Regions from separate parts of the Drosophila melanogaster genome. Here region 1 is linked to region 2. Evidence: chromatin contacts called from public ChIA-PET data. All regions are on one chromosome and are shown on one strand. The core of a region is the stretch at or near the end of the contact, and the rest is flanking DNA. Distances in the headings are between cores, read along the strand shown.

The links. ChIA-PET counts read pairs in DNA pulled down with a chosen protein or histone mark.
Region 1: an RNA polymerase II ChIA-PET map of the S2 cell line shows a contact between it and region 2, with 8 times the contacts expected there. The contact joins the promoter of Obp99c here to the promoter of CG1907 in region 2. A contact is called at or near these places in 37 of 107 Hi-C or Micro-C datasets (the Clone 8 cell line, the D17-c3 cell line, the Kc167 cell line and 12 more) and 2 of 6 datasets of contacts at active chromatin or transcription factors (the Kc167 cell line and the S2 cell line).

Annotation. Positions count from the first base shown.
Region 1 is chr3R:29,686,885-29,690,798 of dm6, reverse strand. It overlaps Obp99c (Odorant-binding protein 99c), which reads left to right and starts at 1,488. Exons shown (of 2, transcript NM_001276148.1): 1 at 1,488-1,576.
Region 2 is chr3R:29,617,773-29,622,176 of dm6, reverse strand. It overlaps CG1907, which reads right to left and starts at 3,112. Exons shown (of 2, transcript NM_143446.3): 1 at 2,527-3,112; 2 at 1,419-2,455. The coding sequence starts at 2,646. The coding sequence ends at 1,622.

The DNA of each region.
Region 1 (3,914 bases), core at 239-2,738, 70 kb before region 2:
CAAATATGCAAATTAGTTGAGCAGCGCTGGCGATGACAACTTACTTAGTTGTTGTTGCTGCAGAGAGAGAAAATAGTCATGGGTATTAAAAAAAGGTGTAGAGATTTATTTCACGTTGAGATGGTAAGAATGTGATAGAAAATATTATGAAAAATATCTCCTTGGGAAAATGAACACCTATTTTAACAATTCACTACAGTTAACATATAATGATAAATGTATTAAGGATGTACCACCTTTTTTCTTTCTCTGCAGTGCTGCCACCAACAAAAGCTGAAACATGTCCATTATGTCGTCGGCTTGGCTGGCTCTCTTCACGCTTCAGCGGCTCCCGATGGCGGAAGCGGCAGGGTGACTGGGAGGGGTTGGGGTTGGTACCATGGAGGCGGGGCAGTGAGAAGGGAGGTGGTCGAGAGAGGTGGGAAGAGGGGCTGAACGGGCGGCGGTCCAATACAAACAATATGAGGCGCGCACACAGTGGCACACAGTAATCATCAACAGCCAAGGCAACATGCGCAGCATGGCAACAACAATGGAAATGAAATCAACAAAAATCGTAGCAAGAAATGGAAATCAATCAAATAGATATGGGAAATTATAGATGCTCTACCTCACAAGCTCAAAAGAATCAGCAGGGAATCTAGAAGGATTCCAAAATTAAAGGGATAAACAAATAGGATATCAATTGAGCGGAATACATTTCTTTATTCAATAAAACTGGAATAGAACTTTAAAATAGATAAATCTAAAACCATTGTTTATCGTAATAGTAAAAAGTCAATAGAAAAATCCTAAAGATACTCAGCACAGATACTTTTATAGCTATCAAAGTTATTATTTTACGAACTTGAAAGGGTATTCACCGTGTGTCAGTAGAAGTTAAGATGGACATGCGGTGTAATAAGTAGCCGTTGGCCATCGACGAGGAAAGTTGGAATCACCGCGGGATCATTGCTACTTTACTTAACCCCGGTCTCGACTTGACCACATACTCCCAACCCAGCGACTCGTCTCTCGGTGCTCTTTTGATGACTCCGACGGCTGGACATCTCAAGTGGCCAACTCGACTGCTTCTGATTCAGTGGGTAAAAAAAAAGCAGAAAAAGGGAGGATCTCCGGCGGGGGAACAATGGAAAAGTGCCTTAAAATGTTGACAAATATTTAACGTGCAGTGGCCGCAAAATTATTTGATCAAGACCCCCGAAAATATATACAGAGAAAGATCTTTTCACCCGAAACACACAGCACAGCCAACAAACACACCGAGATATTGTACAAAATTAAAACTGAAACTTGAAGACATGCGGCTAATGAGATTTCCTTGCGTCATTGCCCCATTCATGCGTTTCGATTGCGATTTGTTTGCTTTGTGTTTTTTTTCGGTTTTGGTTTTGGATTTGGTTTTTGGATTGTGATTCGCCTCTTGCTTGCTTTCGGTTGCCGCGACCCCAGCCCAATATTTGAGCAATCGGCGGATGCGATTGTCTCTAGTTCTGTAAGGTTTCCCCGGTGTGCTGCCCACCAGGTCGCAACCAACTCCTCTCAGTCTCCCCTTGCTAGTGGAAGCTGGCAACTGGTAAGTGGTAGCTGGTAACTGGTAGCTGGGAACAAGGAACTTGGAACTGTCAGCGGCAGTTGGTTGTGAACAATGCAGGCGACGGCGGCACTCCAAAGTGGACAGGGTCGAAAAAAGTTAATTTAATTTCGAGTGTGTGCAACAATTGTCGTTCGTCCCTCGGTTCTCGTTCTTGGTCCTTCGTCCTTCGTCCTGTGCGTATCCCTTTCAGCCGGAGAATAACAATCGCAGATACAGAGAGCACACTCAACCACCCGCCCAGCAGCCCGCCTGCTTTGCATATTGTTTTACAAGATTGCAGGCTTCGGAATCGCTCCTTCGACTTATCTTTGAGCCACAAGGAAATCTCATTAAATAACTTCCTGCGCTTTCAAGTCCTGCCAGCATCCTGTGACAGAATCCTTCGCTCGTCTTTGCTCTCCTCGGCGAAAGCAGCGCAGAGGGGGGCAGGGGCAGCAGAAAAGCTGAAACTTTGAACTCTCATGTATTCGGATTCGTTCAGCGAGCCATGAAATTACATTTTGCTTTTCTTGCGGCGGAAGTCTTCCTCTTGCGGAAGAAGCTGGCAAGAAGCAGCACACACGTCAACCGGAAAGCCATGGAAACGTGAAATTTTGTTAAAAGTTCAAGCAAACTTTATGTTTGCCACTGCTGGCCTGGCATTTTGTCAAGCGAATTCTCTGCTGGCAAGTTGCTAGAATTATTGTGTTGTGTCAAATGCAGATGCGTACAGCGGAGGCCAAGATAATAGTACTACTAAGGCTAAGAGGTTAATAAAATAGTTTAAGCTAGTATGCATAAATTTTATTCTCAAACATGAACTGCCAAAACAAAACCCTCTCATATGACACACGCCAAGTAGGAAATTATCCAAAATTAGTGTCACAAAAAACGGCATATCACATTCTCCTCCCAGCCGGAAACTCAAATTTCAAACAACAAATGGCTCAAGCAGCTCACAATTTATACAATATTGCGAATTCCGGCAGCCGAGCATTTGACACCTCCAACAGGCCGATTATACAATCGTTAACTGCAGTTTTCCAATCTAAGTCCCCATCCCCATACCAAATCCTATTCCCACTCTCAGCCGAGTAATTCGAGCTGGCCAAGATACTCAGTTCCTGACTTTGGCCATTGACACGCTCTCAGGGTGTTAATATAATTTTCACCCAACTGTCTGTATATATGTTCTGAATAATTCCTCTAATATAATATAACATGAACCGAGTGCCGAGTGCCGGGGGAGAGAAATTGAGAGCTCTATGAAGATGGTAATCATGACCATTGTTTGGGCTATTCGCATAAACACTGTTTCCTATTTTTTAACCCCGCTATCTAACCCTCAGTTGAGAGGACTCGCCTCCTCCCCCTGGAATAGTAATAATAGTGGAGTTGCACGCCCCTTTGAGGCAACTGTTATTAGTTGGAAGGGCGCGTGGTTTCGTTCCCATCGGCTCAATACTTACCACCCGTGTTATGTATGCCCATGTAGTGCTCGACTTCATCCCAAACCCAGAGTAATGACATCTCTGCCTCGCCGGGGGCACTATTTAGTTTTGAACGCGACGGCCAGCTGTGAATTTTATTTGATTTAATTAAACACGATTGCATGGCCTTGCATAATGGCCGTCGAATTGACAGTTGGCCACTTGGATCGCTCCTCGGTTTGAATGGGTGAAAGCTATCTATAAGCTATACTATCTATATAGCTCGGCATTTGTATGGAAAATCGGGGGATTGACTCGATCCAAGGCACTGATAACGGGTCAAGTGCAATGTCATACCCAACGGCAGATTTACTAATCTAATTTCAGTTCAGACACAGATAAAACAGCAGATTAATTTGTAGTTATATTAAATTAAGCATAAATGAATATGCTGTTTAAAATCTACGAAATACTATTCCAGTTCGAATATGATTGATTTTTGGGAAAAACCATATTACGTGATTAACATTGAACAGATGGTATTCATTATATATTTTCAAACTTATAGTTTTCTACCTTTTTAGTTTTCTATCTTTAAATTTTAGCTCAATACAAGGCAATATCATTTAACTCATAATCTTGAAGCAGTCGATGCATTTAGATTTCACGAAACAGGAAGTAAATTTCTTCGAAATAATTCAATTGAGGAATCACTTAACTCAACCCACTGCTGGATTATCGGAAAATCTATTCAATAAACAAGTTAATCGGCAAACCGCTTTTGCATAGCAAATAGAGCTGAGCAAATGCTCACATCGAATCCAAGTCTGGGTCTCATCCCAGACTTATCAGCTGGCGGGGATGCAATCAAACAGTGTGGCTAGGAACTGGACTGGAGCGATGATAAG
Region 2 (4,404 bases), core at 1,863-4,362:
AATTTAGCTGCATAAATCTTTGTTTATGCACACTGCCACCAGAAACTTTCTTTATAATAAATGAATTAAAATAATTTCTGTAGGAGCACGAGCTTCCCTTCTCCCGTTCATGGCTAAAGTCGAATGTGGCTGAAAGGAAATTCTTGGCCCTAATGAAGCCACTTACTTTGTTCGCCCCTCGGCTGCTTTTAATTACCCCAAAGTACTGTAGCCAAAGGCTAACTAATATCCCGCAGAATCATTGGCCAGCTTAAACTTAGCAGGAAACTTGGTTCCCAGAAAGTATCCCCAAGTGGGAAGCTTAGTTCCTATGGGCGAAGTGCAGGCAAATGTTTCAATACAAGCTAACTGGACGCCCCCTTTGGTCAAGTAGGAGTACGATTTTGCTCATTTATTTACGAGATAAACTTTTGATTTGTTGTACCAGCTGGATGGCAATGAAAGGGGTGGGGTGTGGTGGAGCGGTTAAACGCCGGCCAAGCTGAAAACATTTTATTGCCCAAGGAGTATTTGGTAAGCGGCGAAACTCTGGCCCCCGCCACTAAGACCCAATAAAATGAATTTAATATGCGATTCTTGCCCTTGGCTCTGGGTAATTCTCGCTTATTATAACCCCCTTACAAGCCCCCCCCCCCTCCGCGCGAAGCCCCACTGCCGCCACAGGAAAACTGTAACGCTCCAGTTAACAAACTTATGGCGTAATAAAAAACTCTTTAAATAAATTCGCGCGAGGATTTTTATGGCCAGTTTGTAATAAATAAAAATTCACCAACCAAAGACAACCAAAAAAATGTAAATTAAGTTTTTTGTGGTCTGTGGTGGTCCATTGGCCGACTGCGGGAATAATCAAATGCATCAAATGAAAACAAATTAAATAACCCAATTACCGACTGTCATAAAGCCAAAAGCAATCAAAACCGAAATGAAACCAAAGATCTATGGCCGCTAACTTTATGGCAGCACTGTTTATTGAACTACAACTTGATCAAAGGTTATCGCAATGTTCCCCCTTATCAATAAAACCCAAATCTGTCGATGGGCGGGGGCTTGGGCACAACCAATGCAATCTCCAGCCGTGGAGTTTATCGTGGGGATTTATACTTTGCACCGGCAGTGAGCCAATGATAAGGTTTATCAGGGGAATTAGCAAACAGTAGCTGTGTTGAACTGTGTGGCGGGGAGGGGCGTCTTCCACATAGACACAGGGCATATAATTAATTTGGCATAACAACATATGGTCGGGCCCACACCCACCCACTTCACACTCCACACACATGGCTGAAGTGGGCAACCCGAGTGACTTTGAAGACTAGATATGGTTGAGTAATCATGCGCACGCGAGGTACAGGTGGACATCTATAAATACCACTGAGCAGAAGTTGAAAATATAATATTTAGAAGCCAGGTTTTTTTTTTTTAACATTTTGTGCTTTATTGAGAATCCACTTTATACTTATGGCGCTAGAAAAACTGTTTCAACATTCAAGCTAATCGTTATCATGTAATATTGTCACCGGAATTGCCGACATATAAATGCCCTAAGTTTTCTTTAAACTTAACGTCGTATATATACACGCATGGTTCATTCTTCGTTAATCGTTGGATATGGGATATTGGTCATTTACAGGCCAGTGCTCTTGTTCGAGCCCAGGACGTACTTGTTGTAGCCCTGGTTAAGCTGCTCCAGAATAATGAAGGTCAGCACGGTGTGGGGACCCAGGCGGCAGTAGTAGGGCGTGAATCCCTTCCACAGCGCAAAGACTCCCTCCTGGCGGGCCACGCGCAGCAGGACGTCGGCGGTGCCGCGGTACTCCGGCTTGCCATCGACCATCTTCATGTTCTGGATACGGGTCTTGGCAATGTCCAGCGGCATGGAGGTGATGGTGGTCAGTAGACCGCTTAGCATGCTGGCGCAGAAGTGCAGCTTGATGCCCTCCTCCATCTGAAGGGGTCCGTGGCGGAAGTAGGTCTTGAACTGCGAGTAGCTGGCCAGTTGGGTCATGTTCACGACCATGGCGCGACCCACTGTGGGCAGACTGCCTCTCCACAGAGCCGTAAGTCCCTCCTCCCTGGTGATCCTGGCCAGGGCGTTGGCCACATTCGTGTAGTTCCTCCGCTCGGCCACCGGCAACCTGCCGTCGGAAGTCATGCGCACCAGGGCCACCTCCGCGGGCGTGCCAATAAAGGCGCCACAGGCTCCGGCGATCGTGCCCATGGCCATGCTGTCCGTGATGCCGGGACTCCTCTGGAACTTCTCCCTGAACAGGTCGTTCAGATACGTGTACATGCCCAATCTTCCCGTGGTGTAGGTTGCCTGTCTCAGCAGAGCAGCTCCGATGCCCTGGTAAAGGGCCAGAGGTCCTTCCTTGCTCACGATGGTCTGGATGCAGTGCAATGAGCTGCGGTACTCCTTCTTGCCACTGCCCGCTCCAGAAATCTGCATGCGGGTCTTGACCTGCGGATTTGGGATCACATATTCCAATAGATTAAGTTATTGGGCCAGGGAGTTTATCCAGTATATCTTACCAAGTCTAGCGGCTGCACCACCATGGTGGCTCCCATTCCGGAGAGGCCGCCGAAGAGGAACTTGATGGCATTGGTGGCCACCGCCTTCTTGGGCGCCTCCTGGACACTCGTAGCGCTCATTTCCGCGGGACTTCGATTACACAACACTAGGGTAAATGCGTAATATGCTCGCAATTTCCAGTTATCGTTGCCCGGAAAAATCGACTCTCCGCCGCGGGGGAATATGGAAAATGCGGAGGGCAATGGGAAAGCGCCTCTATTCGCCGATGGCACAGTTAATAATGAATTTTCACCGCCGCACGCACTTGCCGAACAGCTGATATCGCCGTTTGTTCGTGTGGGTTTTAGTTTTATTTCCTAGATTTATTTTCGCACCGCGAATGTTGTTCAATGTCAAATGCGGCGCCTTTCCTCGCCCGGTTTATTTTTATTCTGGGAGCAAGTGGCACGTGCTGCTTGGCTGCAATTTGTTGCGTGGTCGCGGAATGTTTGGCACCGAATTCCTTTTTTATTTGCCTTTTTTCAGCCTGCAGTTGAGGAGAAATCGAATGCAGCCAAACCACCAACAACACGAAAATACATCTGGTGACGACGGGCTTGTTGTTAGTGGGCCACAGCTGATGACGTGTGTGCGAGTGAGAGGGAGCGAGCGAGAGCGACGGCGCGAGAGCGGCGGCGCGAGAGCGCAGCAGGGTTGCCAGGTGTGGTAAGAGAGAGTATAAAATGGTAATATAACAAACTGCATGTCAACTTATTTGTAAATGTATAAATTTTGTTAAGATAATGCAAGAGTTAATATATATTTTAAAAGTTCGGGATTTTAGTTTATATATAATATAAATATAATGTATATAAGCATGCTCTGGAAACTCTGAAGAGTAGCCGACGGTGTTGCTAAACGCCAAACAGCTGAGCGCCTTGACCGCACTTTCAAACTAGAGAGCGCATCGTCCAATTAGCATTTCCTAGGTATCTTGTATCTTTTTGTCTTCTTTTGTTTACACAATTGATTCACCCACACACAATTAGAATTCGCCAGATTTCTCACAGAATAACACCTTTGCGCACATATGTTTTCTTTATCTCGATTGCTGCCTTTGTTTGGAGTCTGCTTATCGACGCACGAAGCAGAATGTTTGCTGCGCTTTTATCGTAATTGCGATAATTAGAATTCCAATTGGACCGATTTGATTGTGTGCCATTTCTGATTTGCTTTATACATTCGTCGTTAATGGAACTACAGTAAAACCGGCTGAAAAGAATTCTGATAATAACGAAACATATTGTATCAAATCAACTTATAATACTTCCATTATAGCTTTTCCCAAAATAAATATGTACCGCCTTCAATTCTGTTGTAAGGGAATGTAATATAGTTATTTTCGCTTAGTATATTTAGACCATCTCTGCTAATTTGCAAGATACATATTATGATGAACGCACGCTTGCAGATACACATACTATTGCTTTCTACACGCTCGACAACCTCGGCAAGGCCGTACCGCATCGAAAGACGTTCCACGAATACGGATCAATGGTTTCCGAGAATTTACCGAAAATGACAGATAATGACGGTGGAGCTTGTCGCACAACATGTTATCATTAAATCGCACTCGTATCTCGGGACGGCATTCACTCAGCTTGCCGGGGATTCAGCCATCCAAGCGCATTACGCGCATTCGTTCCGCATTTCTTTTGGAGCACCCAGTGCCCATCCCACTTCTCCACCCCCAACGACGACCTTGGCCCCGACCCCCTCATTCAATCAGAGGCGACTCAACAGATTGCCTGTCGTTTGCCTGCCATTGGAGCCGAAGCAATTCCAATTCAATTTTAGCTGCGATGACGAAGCCGGCGACAACGCTTGCTCCAACAGGG